Regions from separate parts of the Mus musculus genome. Here regions 1, 2, 3, 4 and 6 are each linked to region 5. A link is a contact called in public HiChIP or PLAC-seq and promoter capture Hi-C data. All regions are on one chromosome and are shown on one strand. The core of a region is the stretch at or near the end of the contact, and the rest is flanking DNA. Distances in the headings are between cores, read along the strand shown.

The links. Promoter capture Hi-C pulls out the DNA fragments that hold promoters and counts their contacts. HiChIP or PLAC-seq counts read pairs in DNA pulled down with a chosen protein or histone mark.
Region 1: an H3K4me3 HiChIP or PLAC-seq map of forebrain shows a contact between it and region 5, with 5 times the contacts expected there. The contact joins the enhancer-like site here to the promoter of Miat in region 5. A contact is called at or near these places in 1 of 39 promoter capture datasets (liver), 1 of 15 datasets of contacts at CTCF or cohesin (large pre-B cells), 2 of 484 Hi-C or Micro-C datasets (the CH12 cell line and cerebellum), 6 of 115 datasets of contacts at active chromatin or transcription factors (differentiating embryonic stem cells, embryonic forebrain, embryonic hindbrain and 3 more) and 2 of 9 other capture datasets (embryonic stem cells and pancreatic islet).
Region 2: an H3K4me3 HiChIP or PLAC-seq map of embryonic forebrain shows a contact between it and region 5, with 4 times the contacts expected there. The contact joins the enhancer-like site here to the promoter of Miat in region 5. A contact is called at or near these places in 1 of 39 promoter capture datasets (the 3T3-L1 cell line), 1 of 15 datasets of contacts at CTCF or cohesin (large pre-B cells), 1 of 484 Hi-C or Micro-C datasets (forebrain) and 10 of 115 datasets of contacts at active chromatin or transcription factors (SST interneurons, astrocytes, craniofacial prominence and 7 more).
Region 3: an H3K27ac HiChIP or PLAC-seq map of embryonic stem cells shows a contact between it and region 5, with 4 times the contacts expected there. The contact joins the enhancer-like site here to the promoter of Miat in region 5. A contact is called at or near these places in 9 of 115 datasets of contacts at active chromatin or transcription factors (craniofacial prominence, embryonic basal ganglia, embryonic forebrain and 4 more).
Region 4: a contact with region 5 is called in a promoter capture Hi-C map of hippocampal neurons, with 2.5 times the contacts expected there. The contact joins the promoter of C130026L21Rik here to the promoter of Miat in region 5. A contact is called at or near these places in 6 of 39 promoter capture datasets (the 3T3-L1 cell line, the C10 cell line, frontonasal cranial neural crest and 3 more) and 4 of 115 datasets of contacts at active chromatin or transcription factors (differentiating embryonic stem cells, embryonic forebrain, embryonic hindbrain and 1 more).
Region 6: a contact with region 5 is called in an H3K27ac HiChIP or PLAC-seq map of VIP interneurons, with 6 times the contacts expected there. The contact joins the enhancer-like site here to the promoter of Miat in region 5. A contact is called at or near these places in 4 of 15 datasets of contacts at CTCF or cohesin (the NIH/3T3 cell line, embryonic stem cells and large pre-B cells), 4 of 484 Hi-C or Micro-C datasets (the AML12 cell line, the G1E-ER4 cell line and cerebral cortex), 16 of 115 datasets of contacts at active chromatin or transcription factors (T-cell acute lymphoblastic leukemia, VIP interneurons, bone marrow-derived macrophages and 12 more) and 2 of 9 other capture datasets (embryonic tail and embryonic trunk).

The regions. Positions count from the first base shown.
Region 1 is chr5:113,048,108-113,051,728 of GRCm38.p6, reverse strand. No RefSeq gene overlaps it. Among named protein-coding and RNA genes, the nearest start is that of Gm22740, 5.8 kb to the right of the region's middle. Within about 2 kb of position 1,663, at least 20 of the 459 cell types and tissues checked have an H3K27ac peak or open chromatin away from gene starts, as enhancers often do. A contact at or near this core is called in forebrain and pancreatic islet, where this site is marked.
Region 2 is chr5:111,367,148-111,370,731 of GRCm38.p6, reverse strand. The region is part of intron 7 of Pitpnb (phosphatidylinositol transfer protein, beta); the gene reads right to left. Among named protein-coding and RNA genes, the nearest start is that of Gm36027, 13 kb to the right of the region's middle. Within about 2 kb of position 1,976, at least 33 of the 459 cell types and tissues checked have an H3K27ac peak or open chromatin away from gene starts, as enhancers often do. A contact at or near this core is called in SST interneurons, embryonic basal ganglia, embryonic forebrain and 1 more, where this site is marked.
Region 3 is chr5:111,436,693-111,440,236 of GRCm38.p6, reverse strand. The region is part of intron 2 of Mn1 (meningioma 1); the gene reads right to left. Among named protein-coding and RNA genes, the nearest start is that of Mn1, 21 kb to the right of the region's middle. Within about 2 kb of position 1,291, at least 12 of the 459 cell types and tissues checked have an H3K27ac peak or open chromatin away from gene starts, as enhancers often do. A contact at or near this core is called in embryonic stem cells, where this site is marked.
Region 4 is chr5:111,579,609-111,583,485 of GRCm38.p6, reverse strand. C130026L21Rik (RIKEN cDNA C130026L21 gene) reads right to left here and starts at 1,925. Exons shown (of 4, transcript NR_015546.2): 1 at 1,616-1,925; 2 at 1,190-1,307; 3 at 976-1,065.
Region 5 is chr5:112,227,558-112,231,385 of GRCm38.p6, reverse strand. It overlaps Miat (myocardial infarction associated transcript (non-protein coding)), which reads left to right and starts at 2,438. Exons shown (of 7, transcript NR_033657.1): 1 at 2,438-2,777; 2 at 3,030-3,085; 3 at 3,172-3,331.
Region 6 is chr5:111,394,776-111,398,583 of GRCm38.p6, reverse strand. No RefSeq gene overlaps it. Among named protein-coding and RNA genes, the nearest start is that of Mn1, 21 kb to the left of the region's middle. Within about 2 kb of position 1,708, at least 19 of the 459 cell types and tissues checked have an H3K27ac peak or open chromatin away from gene starts, as enhancers often do. A contact at or near this core is called in VIP interneurons, where this site is marked.

The DNA.
Region 1 (3,621 bases), core at 414-2,913, 820 kb before region 5:
TCCCCAAAGAGTAAACAAAAGGAGAGAGTAAAAAGAGAAAAAGAGAAGGAACTCTGTAGAGCTCTTTCACACACCATTCACACATGGCTGTTCACACACATACCCGTCCACACATGGGTACATGGGTGCTCATACACACACACACACACACATACACACACACACACACACACACACACACACATCCACATATGGTTGTTCACATGCACACACCCATCCACACGTGGCTGCACACACACATGCACACACACACACACACACACACACACACCATCCACATGTGGCTGCACACACACATGCACACACACATACACACACACACACACACACCATCCACATGTGGCTGCACACACACATGCACACACACACACACACACACACCATCCACATATGGCTGCTCACATGCACACACCATGTACATGTGGCTCCTCACACACATATACACACTCACAAACACACACACACACCATCCACATGTAGCTGCTCACATGTACATCCATTTACATATGGCTATTCATGTGCACACACCATTCATATGTGGCTGTATACACACACACACACACACACACACACACACACACCATCCTCAAGTGGCTGTTCACACACACATGTGCTTCCACACCTGCATCTAACCCCTAACTTACTTCTGTGTTTTCATCTACTCATTTGGACTCTCTCCACAGACTTTTGGCCATGGACCGGGTACTGTGGGAACTGGGCTGTGGAGGAAGAGCAGGCATCTTTGTCAGCCAGGGAGCATCTGTGAAGTAGCACGGACAGCCCATTTGGCCTCTCAACTGTTTCCACAGCATCGGTTGTTTTTAATGAAAAGAACTGGAGTTCAGCCTTGATTTATACAGGAAGTTGTTAGAAAACAACAGAGAAGAAAAGCAACACACACACACACACACACACACACACACACACACACACACACACAGCTCTGGGAAGGTGCCAGGGGGACGGAGACGTCCACCTTTTCCAGGGAATGCACTGGTGAGCTCTGGACAAATTCAGAGTGAGGTGTCCCCTGGTGCCACGGCCTTGAGGACAGTGCATGTGGATGCTATGGGATGTCGAGGCTGGCCTCCACTGTGTGAGAAATGTGAACAGACTTCACCCTGTGTCTGGGACACTAGGGTGCAGGGTGAGACCTCTGAGGGCTTGTGTGGGAGGTGAGAGAGCTTCCTATGTGAGGATGCTCTGTGGTCCTCTCTTTTACATGCGCTGATGAGTCAGAGTGTATTATTCTGCTTTCTGCTTGAGATATTTTGTTTACAGAGTTCCCACAGATACTGTGTTCTGTTGTAACCAGTTTTGCTGGTTCAGAGAAATGTGTGTGTGTGTGTGTGTGTGTGTGTGTGTAACTGTCACACAAAACCAGGCTCAGATGTGATGTATGGGAAACTATATGATGTTCCAATCCACACAGCTTTCTTTGAGATTGCACTCCTTGGGCATGTGTTGTGGGTGTCTTGGAGGAAGGAGACAGGCTCAGAAGGGCTGGGAGACTTGTAGACTCTGACTGGGTAGACTCTGCTGGTGGGCTCAGCATCACAGCACTCAGGGACCTGCCAGTCTCATTCCATAGTCCCCACTGTGCCCTGGCCTGAACCCCAAGCTTGGCCCCCTACTGTGTTTTTGCAGGGAGTGGAGCACATACAAACTGGACCACATGGCCTCTCAGAAACTGCCACCAAGTGCTGGTATCTTAGCAACCACAGGATCAAAACAAGCTTGGAATAAAAGATGGGGAAGGAGGGAGAGGAAACAACCCCCTGGACCCCATCACCTGACCCACTGAGGGAGTTGGAGCACCTGACTGAGTCTGTGGTTTGCAATTCTTTTGAGGAATTCCCACCCCAATGCTGTTTACTGCTACAGACTGTGCTGGGAGTAGAGAAGCACATTTCAAAATACACAAAAGGGGACAGTGTCCTTGGGGGTACGGGTTCTGGGGATGACAAAGCAAGCGGGTACCTCAATATCCCAGGGTCCAGGGATCACATAGGGTTGGGGAGCACCTAAGGTAGGGAGTACTTGAGGTGAGGCCATCTCATCGGGGAGCACTCCAGGTAGGGAACTTTACAGTGGGGAGCACTCCAAGTAGGAACTTTAAAATGGGGAGCACTTTTGGGTGGAAGGAAGTACCTATGGTGGGAGCATCTGGGAATAGGGAGTACCTGGGGTGGGGAACCACCTGGAATGGGGACCACCTGGGGAGAAGAGCATCTGGGTAGGGTCTGCATAGTCTTTGAACTATATTCACTTCAGCCCAGGAGCCTCTGAGCCTCAGCCTGGTGGCTCTGTGGCCCCTATTGATGGAACCATAGATGGCTAAGCTATGGAAGATCATCCCTATGATCTCGAGTCTTTATTTAAGAAATGTGTTGTTGTAAAAGAGTCAAGCACATATGATGACATTTGGAGCCAGGACACCTCTCCTGAGGGAGAAGCCCAGTTTCTCAGCTCCAGTGGAGCACAGATATCATCAGAGCCCATGGGGCGTCCTGTATCTAAGACCCCATACCCTCTTAATCAGCTACAGTTGGGTCAAAACCACCTGGAAAGTGTCACATCCATACTGAACATTGAGGTGGCTTGAATGAAATGCACCCCCACTCCGCCCCCAATCCTGGCCATTTGAAGAGCTGGTTCCCAGTTAGCACTGTTCCTCGAGCTTTGGGTGGCCTGGCCTTGATAGTGAAGTACATCACTGGGTAAGGGGACTTAGGCGTTGGAGGAGGTAAATCACTGGGGCCTGGGCTTTGGAAGAAGAGCTTCATTGGGAGGTGGGCTTTGGTGGGGGGGGTACGTCATTGGGAGGGGGTGGGCTTTGGGGGGAAGTATGTCACTGTGGATTGGCTTTAAGAGTTTAAAAGACCTTGCTCTACTTCTCGTTGCCTCTCCTTGTTTTCTGGTTGGAGTTAAGCATGTGAGTTCTTGGCTGCCTGCTCTGCTGTTTGCTGCCATGTTTCCCTGCTAAGATGGTCTCATCCCTCTGCAATCATAAGTCCAGAGAAACTTTTTGTCTCTAAGTGCCATGGTCATGGTATCTTACCACAGCAACAGAAAGATAGTGAATACAAACATTTTGGACAGGTTTACCCTGAAGTTGTTCACTGGATCAGGTAGATAAGAAGGACCACAGCATCCAGCTAGGGTTGCACTATAAGTCCTCTGAGATGACTGTGCAGAGTGTGTGTGTGTGTAGTGAACTTCTATGGAAACACTGTATCTGTCCATGAGCCTGGCCAGCAATATTGTGTCCAAAGAGCCTGGCAGCCTCCTTATATCTTCCAGCATCCTAGAACCAGCCTGAGACATGACATGAAGGGACAAACCTGGCAGTGGCATGACATCTGCTGAAGGCAGTGTTTTTACACCTTTACCTGGCACTGTTGGGTAGTGGTGGTGGCGGTGGTGGTGGCGGTGGTGGCATGTTAATAGGATCATTTGATGCGCTGAGCCTTTTGGATCCCCACTTACAACTAAGGAAAAAGTGCACAGAGATGTCTAGTCATTTTCTAAAGTCACCGAGCCATGACTGGAGAACCAACACTGAGCCCAGTGTGGCTGTTGGAGAGTTATGTAACCAGCCACTGTGTAGCCCAGGGAGAT
Region 2 (3,584 bases), core at 727-3,226, 860 kb after region 5:
CTCTTCCAGTACCATCTCACTCCATCAGAGTTCCCGTGGAACAGCTACCACACGATGATGAGGGCTAGAGCACAGGGCTGGTCCCTAAGGTCAGTCAAGCTGAAAGAGGCAGACAAGACAAGACAAAACAAAACAAAATCCCCAAGAATGTATCAACTACCAAAAGAGAAGAAAGAAAGTTCAGTCAGAATCAAAACCAAGCAGTGTCAGCCCAGAACTGATCCCTTACAAGAGACAAGTGCATCAGTCTTCATATTTAAAAGTAGAGAGAAAGGCATACCATGTTTAGGATATTTTAACAGTTAACTTCTAATCATCCATCTACTACCTAGAAGGCTGGCCATGATCTGCCCTCTTATTCTCTGAGTGAGAAGCCACACCCCTTTTCTCTTATGGACTGGGTACAACGTGGCTGTGGTCATAGCAGCCATGTTTTTCCTCAGCTGTAGGGACTGCATAGTAAATACCACACATTCTGACCATGAGCAGCCGACAAGTAAAGGCTAGACTACTATTCTATGTGTCACTAAGAAGACACAGAAGGCTAATGCATGTCACATCTGGGAGACAAACCTTGATTTTGGACGCATTAAAATGTGAAAGGAAAGAGGGAAACCGGACTTTAGAACTGAGGATGAAAAACTGGGGGGTGAGGGTAGGGACTGTGCAAACCTACTCACCTCCATAGAAAAACTCTATGTGAATCCACAATAAAGTGTACATGATTACCTCTAGCGTTGAATAAATAAAACCAATGGCACTAAATAAAGACAGTTCAGACACTAGGACAAGTCAACTTGTAAGAAGGGAGGACTCAGCTTAAATTCTGGTCAGGTTGGCCCCAGGAGACCAGTGAAGGTGAAGCTAAAGGAGGTCAGAAGGGCCAGGCCGCCACACCACACACCTACAGAACCCATCTGCAGTAGATTCAGAAACCAAAGGAACTGAAAACCTTGTGAAAATATCACTATAGATCCGACACACTATTCCATAAAGCACACCTGTGAACCTTTGCCATCAATTCCAGCCACAGGCTGCTTTTCTAAAACATACCATGAAGAGTACCACCCCGTGAGGAACAGACATGGCTTCCTACACCTGGACTTCAACCAGACTCTAAAAATACTTGTTCATTTTATGTGTGTGGGTGTTTTGCCTGTATGTGTATCTGTGCACTCCACGTATGTGCAATGCCCTTGGAGGCTTTAGGTCCCCGAAACTGGAGTTACAGAAGGTTGCAAGTCACTGCATGGTGGATGGGAATTGAACCCCGGTCCTCTGGAAGAGCTCTTAATGAACTCTTTGATCTTTGCCTTGGCTCACATGGCTATACCATACAGGGCAACCAAAGGTGTCCGCAATCTGGGGGGTGAACATTTGAAAAACCAAGATGTCAGTCTCAGCACCAGGGGTGTCCAAGTGGGTCTTTCTGAGACAGATACGTAGAATGAAACCTTCCCCTCTTTGCAGCCAACATTAAAGGCATTATACTGAGAGTGTAACATGACCCAATTATTGACAACAGCACTGTAGCCTGACAGGTGAGAATAATGCACCTTGTCAAAACCAAGACACTTTGCGTTTGCTAGTTTGAATCTGTAAATGTTTAATCAGTTGAATTAAGTAGCATAATATGAAAAGGTAGGAAGTGGATGTAGTTTTCACATCCTCAAGTTTTGTATTTCTATGATTAATTTTTTAAACAGTATCTTCTTGCTGCAGTTTTATTGTTGGGTGCCTGATTTGGTCTCTGGATTTGAAAACTGGTCGATTTATATCCGTATCACAACGGACAAATCTATTCCTTCATGTATGACAGTTTCAGCATACAGAATGCGACCTCAGCTACCAATTACAGCTGCAAATGAGCAATAGTGTGGAATGAGACAGCCTGCTGGCTTTGTTAGTACTCTGTCTCCTGTGGGATCCCAGGGGGAAGGGAGGCTCTGACGGAGAGAAGCCCCTGGCTCATGGTTTATTGTGCTTGCCACCAGCTGCAGACTTCTCATCTCATTAGTTCTTTTAGAATACTGTGGGTGAAGACAGCTGCAGTCTACTTCAGTCTCCAGCTCCTGGGTATTCTGAAGGCTGAATCTGCTATGCACTTTCTGTATAATCCTTGGGAAGAAAGAAAGCAAATTCACTAGGCCAAGGAAACGCACTTTAATAAAAAAAAGGGGGGGGGTTTAAAATCATGTTTAAATGGAGAAAAATCTTATTACTGAGGTGCATTGTGCTTAACATATTTTTGTGATCTAATTTTCATTACCTATACAATGCCCAGAGCCTGGTCAGGATAAGGGCCCGGTAAAAAGCATCATTATCTAGCTAGGCGCACCTTCCGAGACACTACTTGTTCCTCCAACAATAGTCCCAACGACACAAAAGCACAGCAGAATCAGCATAAGACTCGTCTGGATTAGTGCTAACCAACGCTGTGTCACTGACACTCTCATTTAAGTAAAAACGAAGGCGAATGGAAGCCAAGACCCCTCAGAGAACAAACTAAAGTATGATACGGTAAATCAGTGGATTAGTGCCTCCATGCCTCCGGAGTCCCAGAATGCAGTCATTAAATCCATATAAGGAACTGTTCAGCCCTGGTTCAGGAAAGCTGCGCTACCTCATGGGTACACATCTGTTACTTACTGCCACCCTCAACAGAGACCCTCAACAGAAACCAGATTAATTTTGAAGACAAAGAATATTATTTTTATGAATCTTTTAGCATAGTGGCTGTTCCCCAAAATGCAAGCATAAAACCTGTGCTGAGCCAACCTAAATATGTTCTTGAGCGCAGACTGAACTCCTGATTCTGAATGGGGAAGGGAGTGGGTGGTGAGCTTGACAGCTGGTGAAAAGTCAAGGTGAGCCTCAGACACCAGAGACGGCTCAGAGTGAGCCTGGGTCAGCTAGCACAGGTGAGGGTAAGCAGCAAGGAACAGCGACGCAAACACCAGCCTTAGCAACTCTTAGGACACCTGCTCAGGCAGACCAGGGCCCAGCCAGTGTAACAGGATGCCCAGGGGAATTTTACAAAGTGAATGCTAGGGTCCTGCAGCCTGCTACAAATGTTCTACTTTAGCATATAACGATTAATTAGGTGTCTATTCAAAGAGCTCAGAGATAATCACAAAGTTTGAAATGCATGGGCACTACTGTTCAGCTTAGCAAAGCTTGGGGAAAGGCTAAATAAAAACTGAAGGCAAATCGAGCACCCAACCTCTCAGCACTCCTTGACCCCTTTAAATACTCCAGTCCTTAGAAAACAGAAAATGAAAAGTCTCTGACCCCAGTGCTAACTGCCTGCCTGGAGCTGACAAAGCAGGCCAGCTGGCTGAAAAGTGTCTGCATTGAATGTTACTGTAGCAGGGAAGTAGCTCTGCTATATGGTATAATAGCAGAAAAGTAACATTTACTAACTTGTTTAAGAAACTGATTTCAACAGTTATTTTCCAATCAGCAGCTTTCTTTTCTGTTTTTAATTACATATCCCCAGTGACTCCTCACCCTTGCAGGTTCCCACAGAGTACCATTAATACAGTATAAGTAAATCTCATTAATTCAGGTCCTACCACCTTGGA
Region 3 (3,544 bases), core at 42-2,541, 790 kb after region 5:
TGGCGATGATGATGACGGTGACTGTGATGATGATGATAGTAATGTTTATGGTGATGTCAGAAATAATAATAGCAGATATCTCGCTAGCTCTCACCCTCATCACCATCATCACTATCATCATCATTGTCACCAGGCCTGTAGCTCGTAGGCTAGGGCTTCCCAACTACTCTGGGCCCAGTTCAGGGCCGGACTAGAAATCATGAGACCGAGGAAGGTCTGGCTTTCCCAGCCTGCCCCAAGAGGCCTCACACAACGGTGGAGCCCAAACAAACGAGACCCCAAACAGGCTGCCCTGCCCAAGCTGCAGACCCCTTCCGGCCCTGCCAGAGCTCCATAGAGAAGCAGAAGGAAAAGGGAACCCTTGGAAACCTTGGTCCCAGGGCTGCTTCCCGAGGCCAGGGACACTCATCCCAGGGAATCGCTGAGCAACTGAAGAGGGAGGGAGAAGGGACAGGAAACCATGTCCAGCAGTGGGTGGAGGACCAGAAACCACGTGGGAGGGACCGGAAACCACATTGGGGGTGGGAGGCTGGGGTCTGATTCTGCCAATGCAAATCTTCCCAGGCTGCACTGGGCTATGGATTGTGTCCTGGAAGAGCTCAGGCTAGCCTTGTTCATGCCATGCTTTACCCAGCTCAGTGGGGAAAAAGTGGTTTACATGGGGCTCCATAGGATTCGAACCCAGGCTCCCAGACACCATTCTGGCTCTTCCTATGCCTCAGTGCAGGCCTTGAATGAATGGGGAAACTGAGGCTAAGCGTGTACGGTAGCAACTACCCGTAGCCCAGGATGGATAACCCTACCAGGTCCTTCTTCCCCTAAGACCTGACACTACCATCTTCCCAGTGCTCAGATGGGGAAACTGAGGTCTGGAGACAGCACGCACCCATAATTACAGACAGACCAGTCGCCCTGGCAGCTCTCCATCCGGAAACCCCACCCACCTCTGATTTGGTGACCTCTGCAGGCCAGAGCTTTGTGTTACCCTAGGCTAGCCTAGGTCAGTCTGTTTGTCTGTAAAATGGGTCTCGGTTATGAGGACACTGATAGTAACTATATGCCTGCAGCCCCCCACTGTGTGCTCACAGCCCCACTAGGTGACTACAGAATAGCTAGGTCCCTCTTATGGAATTTGGTGGTGTGAGTGGCAGGGCGTGGGGGGGGAGGCGAGGCATGTGAGGTATTAGTGTGTGGGCGTGGCTATGAGCGGGGTGTTGCTGTGGGGAGGGGCCTGCTGGGTGGGCTTGTTTGCGGGCATGGTGTGTGGGCAGAGCGTGCAGAGAGATTTGAGGACTGAGACCTGGGGAAGCCGCACCCAACTCCACCCAACCTACCTATCTGATGCTGGGAGGCTGAGCCCAGTACTGCCTGCCAGACCTCAGTTTCCCTACTGGGATAGCCTGCAGAGAGGACTGACCTCCGTCACCTGAGCCTGGCCAGCCTGCCAGTTTGAAACAGTGAATGAGGCCTAGCCTGTGCTACAAAATCATGTCTGAGTGGTGGCCACCATCAGTGCCTGCAGGAAGGGAAAACCTTCCACTAAGGCAAACCGCCATTTCCACAATTCAGGTTTGGCTCAGTGTCCAAGGATAAGGAGGGTGGGAGGGGATCCCGCATCCCAGAGTCCCTGGCAGGGGCAGGGCTGAGCTCTCTTCCAGCACACCCAGAGCAGCCAAGGCTTACCCCCACCCCTACCCCTCAGCTCCACCCCAGGGGTGCTAGCGGTCCATTTGAAAGTGAAGAGAAAGCATCACAAAGGAGACAGGACCTTCTGGAGAAGGGAAGAGGCACACAGAATGAAGACAGACCAGCTCTAGCTTTCCTCCTGGAGAGCTCCACCCAAGCAAACCCAAGACAGATCTGGGCTCAGGCATCCCCAGGATCAGCTGGGGCTGGCATGCTTTGGGCCAATTACCGGGCAGGGGTGGTGGCTACTCTGAGGTTGAACATGAGCTGCCCCATGCTGGGGGGTGCTCAGGTCAGTTGAGGCCACCTTTATTTGGAGATAGAGATGATGATATATTTAATGTGATTTCTGCCAGGACCCCCTCCCCGATTAAAAACTGTGGGTACTTGCTTGTCTTCAAATGCAGCCAGGCAAGCCTGGTCACATAGATTTCTAACCCGACCCTGTTAAATGATAATAAAAACCAAGAGAATGCACGGGGAAGCCTAACAAGGTGGGAGGCTACCTAGCAGGACCAGGGCAGGCAGGGGACAGTGCCTAAAGCAATGTTGTGACCTTTTAACACGGTTCCTCGTGTTGGGGTCACCCCCAGCCATAAAATTATTTCCCTTGCTACTTCATAACTGTGAGTTTGCTACTGTTATGAATCGTAACGTAAATATCTGAGAGGCAGGATATCTGATATGTGACCCCTGTGGAAAAAGGTCACTTGGTCCCCCGAAGGGCTCTCAACCCACAGGTTGAGAACAGCTGGCCTAGAGGAAGGTGTGGGGGAACCTCAGTCCCTGGGTTGTGCATCACTGTGCTCGGGCTGTTCTTTCTTGACACTGCACGGCTCCAGGCTCCTCAATAGCCTTGATCTCTCCAAGCCACCCTGGCAGTCAAAATGACACAAGCCTGGCTGTCTGGAGTACATATTCATGGGGACAGGGGGAGGGTGAAAGAACATGCTGGTGTGGCTTCTAAAGAAGGGAGAGCATCCATCCCTGGTCAGCTCAGCCCCAGCCTTGAGAGTGTGAGTTTGAGGCAAGCCTGGGCTATGTCTCAGAAGAGGGAAGACCTACACGGTGCCTCTCCCATCACGTCCTGGTGACTGGGGTGGGTGACAAGCAGCAAGGATGGGCTTGTGACTAAGAGCTGTCTGGCTTGTGTCTTCACTGCCCACACCCGCACACCGCCAGCAATGCCTGTGAGATGTTCTTAGCAACCTCCAGGGGATCTTCTACAGCAGTTCCCTCACATTAGCAAGGGGCAGGTTCTCCAAAGCCCACACAAGCAGAGATCGAAGAAGCAGCTGCACGGAGCAGGGGGTTTAAAAACAAATGGATTTGGGCCGGCAAAATGGCTCAGCGGGTGAAGCCACTGGCCTTGATGCCTGACGGCCTAAGTTCAACCCCCAGGACACATAGTTGAGGGGGAGAACTGACCTCGACGAGTTGTCCTCCGACCTCCAGGTATACACTGTGAAATGTGCACACATATTTACACAAGTAATAAGTGAACAAAAACTAATAACTCACACCTCAACAAATGCACTTTTGTACTGGCTTGCACTGGAAAACACACAGCCAACCTCGGAAGCCCCATACCCCAGCCCCTGAGATTATCACAACCCCAACTACAGACCAATCTCTCCCTTGGTCCTGCCCAAGGTCACTGTGCAGGATCTCTGGCTCCCCTGTCTCTCTGCAACATTCCTCAATGCCTACAGGTCCCCGATTCTACCTATCAATGATGTAAACCACGCCTCCATCAAAGCCTGTAACAGCTATGTGGGAAATCCCACCATAGTCATTGTGGTCCTGAAGCCAGTAAGAAGCTGAAGGTGAGACATGGTGTATCACAGGAGATGGGGGT
Region 4 (3,877 bases), core at 676-3,175, 650 kb after region 5:
GGCTCTGATGTCCCCTATTGGCTTTGGGGAGCACCAAGCATGCATGCAGTGCATAGACAAACACAGGCAAAATGCCCATACACATAAAACAAAAATAAATAAATCTTTAAAACAATGCTGATCCTTAGGCACCAACCTAATGAGCTGGAACCTTTAAGGCCCTCCAGAACATCTGCATTCTCATGTGCTATCCCAGCAGTCTCTGAGCCCAAAACCCAGTCTCTTTTTGTTAGTCAGGAACCAGCAGTCCAACTGAGCCAAGGAGCAAGCTGCCAACAAGCCGTCCATATGTATGCCCACAGACCAAGCTTGCTCTTGGTCCTTGAGGTGGGGATAAGCTCAGCCTTTCCTCCAAGACTCAAAATCAATCAATCAATCTCTCTCCTCCACCACCTTCCTTGGCAGTTCCAAAGAATCTGAGCTGACCCCATCCTTTAAGCCCTGCTAAGTCATGGTGACCCTGTTCCTCATGGGCTGCTGAGTCACCGCCAGAAACCTGTAAACTCAGTCCAAGCATCATTCACAGGAGGTAGGAGATGCAAGAGCATGAGTTAGTTTTTTGGTTTTTGTTTTGTTTTGTTTTTTGAGAGAGAGAGAGAGATCTGTATGACTGACTTTGACGTTTCTGCCTCTGGCAGCCATTTATTGTCTTGTGAGGTAGACAATCGTCCAACTGTCAACAAACACACATCATCAACATCACAGCTACACATCATCATCTTCGCTGCACGTGCCAGAATTCCCATGGAGAGGCTGGGAGCTCCCCCAGCTCTGAGTACCCACCACACAGGGGCAGACAATCCTCCAGTGTCCCAGATAGAGAATCTGGTGAGCTGAATGACTGGCCCCATGAGAAACTGAGACAGAAGGAAGAATCTAGAGCCTGTGGGAAGCCAGTGGGGCAAGCCACTGTTTTTTGTCCAGAGCCTCAGTTTTCCCTCTGTAGAATGGGTGTCCACCCTGATCCTGTCTTACCGAATATGATGTCCTGGTGCCATTTCCAGTAGCCCTCCTCTGGTGTCACTGCAGCTCCCTGAAGATCCTATGGGGGAACCAAATTTCTGCCTATTGGACACAGAGTAAGGCAGATAGACACAAGATACGGTTGACTTGTGAGGCCAGATATCAGAAGAACCATCCCAGCCTCTGCCTCCCTCTTCTGGGTAGCTGCAGCCACTTCAGGACCCACCAGAGACGGATGCAGAGGCCTCCACCCACAGAAACTGCACGAGCTAATACCGAGTTATCGCTGCTTCCCGGTAACGAGTCTCAAGTCTCGGGGCTGTTTGTTTCACAGTTACAGACAGCTGACACACAGAGAGAAATGGATAGAAACACACCAAAATACGATCATCAATCCTTGGTATTTACTGTTCCTGGGTGCCAGCCAGACTCTGCTCATGATTTCTGCTCATTCCCTGGGTACACACCAACATAGAGTTGCTTCACAGATGAGCAAAGTGTGCCCAGAAACAGGGAGCTACTTGCCCAAGGGCACACAGCCTGATAGGGATGTTAGCAGGTCTATCAGTCTCTGAATTGCAGCACACTCTGCATTCCAAGCGAGGATATGGACTCCCCGCCACCACCACCCCCGCCCCCGCATTAGTGTTACCTTCTAATGGGGTGTTTTTCCCTGTGGGGAAGACATAAATGTCCGTGTGTCGGCAATCCTTCGGGGCAAGTCAGCAGAGACCTCAGCATCAGGGACTTCTCGGATGGTAGCAGGGAGCCACGTGCTGGAGAAAAGCCCAGACCCTGGAGGGAATCTCAGGAACTTAGCAAGGATGGCTGGGCTGCTGTCTGCCGGAGCCGCAGGGGTTAAAGAGAAAGGCTGGTTTGAAGAAATTCTCTAAGCTGGTGTTAGATCAGGAGGAGAAGGCAAAACGCTTGTAAATTCCACCCGGGGAATTGGGCCCCGAATCGGCTCACCTTTCGTGGACACCCCCGCAGCCCCCGCCCCGCCTGAGAGGACAGCTGACCTTTGGAGGGAAATAATGAAAAGAAGAAATTCCTTGGAGAAAATAATGTGTCCGGGCCTCAGTAATGAGATCGGCTCCTTTCATGTTGCCATGGCGACGGCAGTCATCTTATAATACAAACCCATGAATGGTCCGGGCGGGCAGCCTCACAGCCGAGGGGCCAGGGAGGGGGTTAGCCTCTTGCAGGCTGGGGTCAGGGGCCACCGGGCCTCATTTCCCCGAGATGCAGCCTGGCTCCGGGGTCTCCGGGGCTGGGGGCTTGGGCCTAGCTGACAGTTGCACCACAGCCCTGGGTTCACGGGAACTTTGCAGCCTGATGCTGGCGGCACCTTCTTGGCTAAGCAGCCGCTGCAACCCACATGCGGGGTTACTCTGCAGCTGCTGCCTAAGGGAGACACGGGAGCTTCACTGTCAGATCAGGAAACTGAGGCACAGGTCGCAAAATGAGCTCCTCCTGGTTCAGTTCTTAGGCCACAGCTATGTGTGGTCCAGACCACTGTTGGGCCGGGACCTCTCGGCAGCAGGGAAGTGGTTAGAGGCTGAAAAGATGCTCCTCTCAGACTGACAGGACTATGGAGGACCACCTGTGTGTGAAAACACACTGGGCTGGGCTAGCCTGGTGGCAGAGCACCATGTGACACTCATAAAACCCTGGGTTCCATCGCCCAGAGCCTCCCTATGATTGACATCTGACAAGTTACAGCTGCCGTTTGTCAGTGGAATGGGGCTGGAGAGCTCAGTGGTCACATAGATTTTTTTTTTTCTTGCAAGCATGAGAAGGCAGAATGGATGCCCAGAACCCAGGCAGGACCCAACGCAAGAACAAGGATTTGCCAGCCCAGGGATCTTGCCCAGTGATGGGAGGCAGAGACAGGAGGGTCCCTGGAAGTTCTATGGCCAGCTAGCTAGAGTACACACAGCACATAAGAGGACCTGTTAAAATAAGGTTGAGGGTGAGGATTGAGACCTGAGGTTGTCCACTGATCTCCACACCTATGCCACAGCACACTTACACACGTGAACACACACATCACACTCATATACATACATACATACATACATACATACATACATGTACGCAAATGTTTAAAGTGTGTGCATGTATGTAACAGCAGGAAGGATGGTGCACAGGGAAAAGTCTCTGTTAGAACTAAACCAAAGTACAGTGTAAGCCTCAGCAGCGTGGTGCCCACACCCCTGCGCTGCCCTGCACTTTGCGTGGGCGGTGCTCTTCCTTTAGGGTTGAGGGTACTCTGCCTAGATGGGTTATTGCAGCTCAAGGACACTGCGGGAGACAGAGAACACTGTCTGAAAGCAGACTCACGGGACACACAGGTGAGGCAGGGGGTCTTCAGGAGGGAGGCCTAGAGGAGAGTGGCAAGAGAGGAATGGATGCAACAAGGAGAAGAAGGGAGGAATCAGAGAGGAAAGAGGAGAGGGAGGAGGAAGGGGAGGAGGGAGAAGAGGAGGGAGGAGGGGAAGAGGGGGAGGAGGGGGAAGAGGAGGGGAAGAATTGGGATAGGAGGGAGAAGAGGGGAAAGAGGGGGAAGAGAAGGGGGAGGAGGAGGAAGAGGGGGAAGAGAAGGGGGAGGAGGGAGAGGAGGGGGAAGCGGGGGAAGAGAAGGGGGAAGAATTAGGGTAGGAACGAGAGGAGGGGGAGAAGGAGGGGAGGGAGGAGGGAGATGGGATTGAGAGGAGAGGGGAAGGAGGGGAAAGAAAGGAAGGAGGGGGAAGAGAAGGGGAAGAATGGGGGAGGGAGAGGAGGGGGAGGAGGGGGAAGGTGAGAAGGAAGGAGAGGAGGGGAAGGATAGGGGAGGAAGAGAAGGAGGAGGGGGAGGAGAAAGAGGGGGAGGAGGGGGAGGGAGAGCAGGAGGGGGAGGAGCTTAATGAGAGGG
Region 5 (3,828 bases), core at 1,189-3,688:
ACACTGGCTTCGCTCTCTTCTTAATCAGCTGGACTTTGGGTTCCCCCCTTCTTACATTAGCTTGATGTTGTGTGTGCCCCCTTACATCAGCAACATTGTGTCCGCCCCCTTCTTTCCATCATCTGGTCATTGAGCCTGCTCCCTTCTTTTGGACATTGGATCCGCCCCTTTCTTATATCACTTGAACATTGGATCCAACCCTTCTTATGTCATCTGGACATTGGGCCTGCCTCTTCTTACATCATCTGGACATTGGATCCACCCCTTTCTTACATCATTCTTACATCATTCCGTTTCCATCTCACTTAGAGTCTATCAGTGCTGAGCAATCTATGCCACATGGAGCCCACAGCCTCCCATAATGGTGTGCACTGTTGTTCTCCACCCTACTCATGTTTCCAGACACTGCTGATATTTGAAAGAACTAAGATGGGTGCAGAAGTAAGGCACCTGCCTTCAGTCTTTTCCCTAGAGAGATTTTGAAAACTGTACTGGTAGAGGATTCAAGAACATGGTAGGAGAAAGATGGCTGATAGCTCATCTTCATGGTCAGGGTCAGCTTGTTTGGATTTGGAGTCACCTGGGAGACACACCTCTGGATGTGCCTGTGACGATGTTTCCAGAAAGGTTCAACTGAGGAGGGAAGACCCACCCTGTATGTGGGCAGCTCCATCCTGTGGGCTGGGTACTGGGACTGACTAAAAAGAGGAAAGTGAGTTGAGCCCTGAGTGCCTGACTGCAGATGCAGAGTGACAAACTACCCCATATTTCTGTAGCCATACCTTTTCTACCATGCTGGACTGCACTCTCAGACCACCCAAATAAACCCTTCCTTTCTTAAGTTGGTCTTGTCCGGTCTTCCATTATAGCAAGGAGATGAGTAGCTGATATGAATGGTTTGGAATTCTCAGAGAAGAACGAGGCCACCAATGTGCTCCGTCCCAGTTCACTGCCGAGCTCTGTGACCTTTTGGCTTGTATCTTGGGCAGGTCAGGAGGGGAAGCCAAGGTCAGCTGCTCTGTTCTAGGAATCGGGACCAAGCACTTGGCTTTCTAACCAGCCTGTGTGAGAGGAGCATCCCTGACAGGGAAGTATCCGAGGCAGTGTTGGTGCTCCCAGTTATCCTGTGTTGTTGGCCTCCAGCTGGCACATTGGACATGTGAATCATCGAGAGAAGGATGTGAAGATGACAGAACCTGGAAGCATGAGTTCAAATCTCACATGGGTCCCTCACGGAGGCTGTGTGCAGCCCTCCCCGTCCCCTCCTCTCCCCCCTCCTCCTCCTCCCCACCTCTGTATGTGAGCAGTGAGGGCATGCCAGGGAGATCTCATGCTGGCAAGCTTGACCTCAACTGAGTTCCACCCCCTGGATTTACATGGTGGGAGGTGAGAGAGCCCATTCTGTTGTCCTCTGAGGCCCACTGTGGACGGCGTGCCCACCCAATCATACTAAATAAGTGTTTTAATTTATTTAAAAAAAAAAAGAAATGAAAGGTGGGTTTGTGAGATGGCTCAGTGGTTAAGAGCACTGACTGGTCTTCCAGAGGTCCTGAGTTCAAATCCCAGCGACCACATGGTGGCTCACAACCATCTGTAATGAGAAACAAATAAAAAAAAAAAAAAACCTATGGGCTGGAAAGAGCAGGGGCCGGAAGGAGCCGAGCCAGAGCAAGAGGGAGAAAGGGAAGGGGGAAAAAAGAAAAAAAAAAGTTTAACAAACAAACAAAACAAAACAAACAAAATCCCAAAAGGTGAGCTAGCTTATTGAAGAGAACAGCTTGGGGCCCAAGGGCCATCTTATGCTGGGTGCCTCTCCCCTACTTAACCCGCTGACTGGAAGAGAATAGAGAACCAGTTTGGGGAAACACCCATGCCCATACGGCCACATCTGGTCAAGGGCGTGATCCGAGCTGAAATTTAAGCTGAGGACTAGTAGGTGGAATGTTCTAGCACAGGGGTTCCTCAACTGGAAGAGGCACTGGTGGTCCCATTTCACAAGTTTTGATCCAGCGGCACTATATTGGGGCTTAGAAGATGACAATTACATCATGGTCTCAAAGGTGTGGATGGCGCTGGTCTGGAGCATCACAGAACCAAGGTTTTTAGCGACTCTTTAGCATCCCTGTAAAGCTCGTGATGGTGCCAAGGAGTGCAGGCAGAGCAGATGCCAAAATTAGAGACCTCTGCCACAGACTTGGGTTCGAATCTTGCCGCCGCCCTGACCAGGACTCTTCCTAACAGAGTTCCTCGGCAACCACGCCCCGGCCCTGAGAGCCAAGCACGGATACCGGGTCCTCTTCTGGGATTCTAGGCAGTGCTTCTCGCTTAGGCGCCAGGTCCGCGATCGCGCCTCCGACCGTCGCGCGCCTCTCCACTGGCCAGCGTTGCTATGGCAGCGCCGCAGGGGGGGGATGCTGAGGCTGAGGCTCGCAGTAGCCCCTTTGTGAGGCGCGGGAGAGATGTGCACCCCACATCTCTTTGCTTGAGTCCTGGTCCGCAAGATGGGTGCTTGTTCGTGTGCCCCACCCCACCCCCACGCCCGAGGCCGGGTGCGGCAACTCCGCCCGCCAGCCGCTCCTGCATTAAAATTTCATGGGCGCTGCAGTAAACGCGAAGACGACGCCGGTTGCGCTGGGGGGCCGTAGGGAGGGAGGCTGCGGACCAGAGCGGGGAGGAGTTTGCGAGGGGAGGCGCTTGGGAGGACTCCCCCAGTTCTGTTAAGAGCTGGGCACAAAGAGCCCTTTGCACTCCAGCCGCAGGAGCGAGGAGGAGCCGAGGTAAGCCGGGGTCGCCATTCTCACTCCCCGCCGTGCGCACCTGATCCTCGGGAGGGCAACGGGGTGGGGGTGGGGTGTCCCACAGTCCCAGGGCAATGGTGGCCCGCGCTGAGTGGGTGACGGGGCTCCAAACCCGCAATGACCAGATGTGAGGGTCCAGTGGATGGACCATGGGGATGGAAACACAGAGGATGCTCAGGGTCTGGTAGTCACGGTCTGAGGGGGAACAAAGACCCTTCCCTTCCCCCACAGCTAGATGCACATGGGCGTGGGGACTCCGGTACAACACCAACCCACAAGGTTAGCAGGTAACTCTCTGGGATAGGGACTGCGCCCAGGCATGGAGGGTGGGGTAGCGGGTGGTTTCTCTGACTCCCTTCCTCCACACGCCCAGCCCTTACCATTCCTCCACTTATGGGCCTTATCCCAGACCTGGGGCGTCCAGCGCAGCCTCAAACCCAGGGCATCTCTGCACTCTCATCGCGACGTCGCTCTGGATGCTGTTTGCATATCCTTGGGGAGTCACTGCTTTGGCACAACAGTCCTGCGAGGTGGTAAGAACCCATTTTAAAGACGAGAAAAAGGAGGTCCAGAGAGGTTTAGCGGCCTGTCCAAGGTCACTCAGCCAAAGATTTTTGAGTTTGACACGACGGACTCTGAAGCCCACATGGCATCTCTAAAACGGTGTGGGGGTGACCCTAGAACTCACTAGCTCGGTTTCTCAACCCTCCTGGGCTCTGAGACACTACTCTCTGCAGAAGCTGGGGGTTTGAGAGGGAAAGGTCTAGACCTCTTTCATCTAGGACGCGAACGAGATTATTTCTTGGACAGAGGGATTCCGGGGACCCCTGCCTCCCCACTCTCGTCCCAGTCTCCCGAGCACAGGCCTCCAGGCGTCGGGGATCGCTGGCGCTCACACCCCACTGCGGAGAGGAGTCGCGCCAGGAAAACGCCCCCACCTGCTGCAGGGAGGGGCTAAGGGATCGAGGGCAGAGAGAGAACTTGCTGGAAGCTGGAAGCCGGTTTGTTTTTCTCGGCGCCAGCGTTGCGC
Region 6 (3,808 bases), core at 459-2,958, 830 kb after region 5:
ACAGGCGGGCATCCCCTCTGCTATGGAATGCTGCCCTCCAGGCTTTTCTAGGCTCTTTCAAACCTCCCTCTGCATACAAACCTGTGGGTTTCAAGCTGTTTGTGGAGTCCCTGCTGCAAAGCACTTCTTTGGGGCCCCCTGGGCGCCTACACTGTCCCTTCTTCCTGCCCGGACGACCTGCTTTGGTAGAGACAGCAATGATTCTTAAGCCTCTTAGAGAACTACCTTACTCAACATCTCCCTCTCGTGCAGCGCTGGCAGAGGGATCAGGAAAGACGCAGAGGGGCTGCCCGTGGATGGAAAGGGCCTCAGGAAGGGATGCCAGAATGAGAACAGAAAAAACCCAGTACACGGAGCTCCACACAAACTAGAGGATGCTCTAGGATCTCAGGGGAGGGGAGAATACGCTAGAATGGAGTTTTCCTCTTCTCTTGGCCAAGGACCTTTAATTTGAAACCCGCTTTCTGAACACGTTGATCCAAACTCTGCAAATACTTAGGTATCTAGGAGACACAAACAACATTGCTCTGGGTAAAAAGAGCTCTGGGTTCCTAGCATTTTGGACTCGAGATGTCCAAACTGAAGATGTTGGCTGAGTAAACACACCGTCACGGAAAGATCTCAAACCAGAAGCACTTCTGGTCCCAGGTACTCCCAGTTCAGGACACTGTCTATGCCGATATGTTTTGACAAGTGCAGAAGTCCTGAGGATCTGACTATATATATATTTTTTTTTTTCAATTTATACATCTGTCTGTGTAACTATATGTGGGTGCTCTTGGAAGCCATCTGGAGTTTCAGGCAGATATGAGCTGCCTGGTGTGAGAACTGAACACAGGTCCTTTGGAACTTGGGTCCTCTGGAGCCATCTGGTTACCCTCTGCTGTATAGTTTTTAGGGTCCATTGGAAGGCAGGCTAAGGCTCACAGGACCTTCACTGTTTTTATCACCAGGGACCATACCTGACCTTATTTCCTCTTGGACATATGTCTATGGGTGGGTCAGAGTCCTCCTCACTTGCCGGCTCTCTACCCTAGCTTATTCTCTCCCCTGCCACACCCCCATGGTCGGTCTCACCCTTCCAAGCCATCCTCTCTGCACACTCATAGTCCCTGGTGACAGGCACCACTCCCTTGGTATATGGCTCTCAAGAACATGAATGGCGTTGCCTCCTGCAGCTCACCACCACCACCACCTTCTCATTTCTGAGCTTCACTCTTGCAGGCAGCTGACTGCTCACTTGCTCTTAAGATGGCAGCGATCACAGCCATGGGGGGAAGCTCTACGCAGAGGCTGGCGCTTCTGGAAGGACACATGAGGCCAGTGGGTGCTGGCTGGGAGGAGATGGTGGTGAAGCACACCTCGGATGGTTCCATCTGGCGTTGCGCTGACTTGGTCCCTCCAGCAGCCCAGGCTGGACAGCCTCCTGCTCCAGCTCAGCGCGGTGTGTGCTCTTCCTCATCTCAGAGTGGAAATCATCGTTTATGTTATGCAGAGTCCAAGAACTTGTCCCTGAATATGCAGCCCACTGTCTGGAGATTGAATTTCTTCAGTGTGAGAGCCTCACTCTCCAGTACTACCCTGCAGTCCAGACCACAGGGTCTGTCTTCGGGGGAATCCAGATTTGTTGTTCTAGCAAAAGAGAAACCAGAGCCCGTGTTGAGTAAGCTCAGAATCAGATCTCAGCCCAGGGAAACACTGCCAGATGCTTAATTGTGCTCCAATTACACAGAATGATCCAGAATGGCTGCTCTGGGCAGACCAACACGGATGGCCATTATTACATTTGGACAGCCCTGTTTGGTTGTATGCAATCTCTGCACTACTGTGCGTCTTCTTGAGAGATACCAGCCCATCCTAAGACAGAAGACAGTGCCTATTCAACCCACACTTAACCACAGAGGCCAGGGATCTCCTGGGACTTCAGGTCTGGTGGGAAACGACTCCCTCTTCTGCTCTGTCTACCCACCCTGTAGTAAGTGCTGAGAAAAAACTATGACAAGTTGCAAGAGGGCCCAAAAGGTGGTTCAGGAGACACGAAGAGGGCCCGTTGGACCTAGTAAGTCAGTGGAGGAGCCTTGGAGTGTGGTGATTATTCTAGGGGACAGGATCAGCCACTGCAGAAGGGACCTGAATGGCAGGTCACAAACTAGCCAGGAGGAGGCAGTGTAGCTGGAATAGAACAAGACATTATGAGCAGAGGGACCAAGGAATCTGCGCATGGCCCTGTTTTGTGGGACAGCATTGAGCACAGGCATGTGACCTGTCTACTTTAGAATCAGGAAGCTCCTCTGAGGGGGAGGGAGGAGCCCTAGTCAGGCAGTGAGAAAGGGCAGGTCCTCAGAGTTTTCTGAGGGTGGAGACCACAGCATCCAACACCGGTGCAAAAGGTGTGACTGCCCCAGCCAGGGAGCTGGATGGAGCCAGCGTCCAACTTGGCTGCACCCTTACCTCCCTCTACCGCAGCCTGCGCCTGGGGCTTTAGTTAGCCCACCTGAACAAACACGCGCTGCCTGCCACTGAAGCCAATGGGCTCCAGCCAGAGGCTTTGGTCCTGCTGGATGGACCCTAGGCTCCTTTTGGCAGCTCCTGATTGGCTGCCGTTCTCTTGCCAACAATGCATTTCAGGGGCCCACTTAAAAGTCTTTCCATCTGCACCGTACAGGCAGCCCCGAGCCACTGGAGATGGCATGCGGCTTTGAGTGTGATGGGTGGGGGGGCCGGCCTCTTGCTTTCTTGCCCACAGCCTCAGTTGCTGAGGAGCCTCTGAGATCTGCCTGCCTTATTGCACTGTGTTCCATCTGGAAACTTTCAGGGTCTTGTTTTTTTTTTTTTTTTTTTTTTTTTTTTAAACACACACACACACACACACACTCCACTTCTTTTGGTTATTTGAGAAAGGGCCTCCCTATGTTGATCTGGCTGGCCTGGAACTCACTACATAACTAAAGCCGGCCTCGGAGATCTGCCTGCTTCTACCCTGGGTTCAGGGATTAAAGGTGTGCGCCAATACACTTGGTTCTTACTAGCTCCTTTTAAGTCTAATTCCCATGTGTAGACTCTCTTTGATCTAATTTCTCATCAAGTCTTCCCTCTAAACCCAAAGGCACACGAGATGTCAGGCCATGGAGTCACTTGAGACTCACTACTGTGGTTGCCAAATTCATGGGCCCTGTCAGAGTCACCACAGAACACACCACAATGTAGGACTTTCAGAGTGAGCTCCAGAGGTTCTCTCTGCAGATCTAGAGTAGACAGGGCCATAGGGTAGGCAACTGTCTCAGTTTGCCCAGCTCTGAATGGTACAGAGGAGATAGGGGCTCAGCCAGAGCAGCCCTGGGTAAACTGGGTTGCTGGACCCATCTGGTACAGGGAGCCCTGAAGAGTCAGTACTCCCAGGTGGTGAGATGCAGGGCTTCAGGCTTCCCTGCACCACATGCTGAGACCCAGGAGGAGTCTAGGACAGGACGGAGCATACACACAGAGGCAGTCGATATTCCCCAGAGTGAAAGCAATTCCCCCCTACCCCAAGATCTGCCTCTGCATCCTTCAGCATAGCAGGTGAGCATGATCAGTAACAATTAAAAAGTGTTGATCAGCTCATCTGAGTGGGGACAGCAGACTTGTTGGTATTTCAGGGGCCAAGTTTCCCAGCAGCCCCCAGCTGGGCACAGCTGAGCTTTAGCTTCTGGGAGCTGCAGGGTATTTGGAATAAAGGCTCAACCTTGGAGAAGTATTAATGAAAATGTCACAGGCACTAAAGTCAAAGCAGATGTGAAGCCAGCTACACAGGCAGACCTAGCTGATA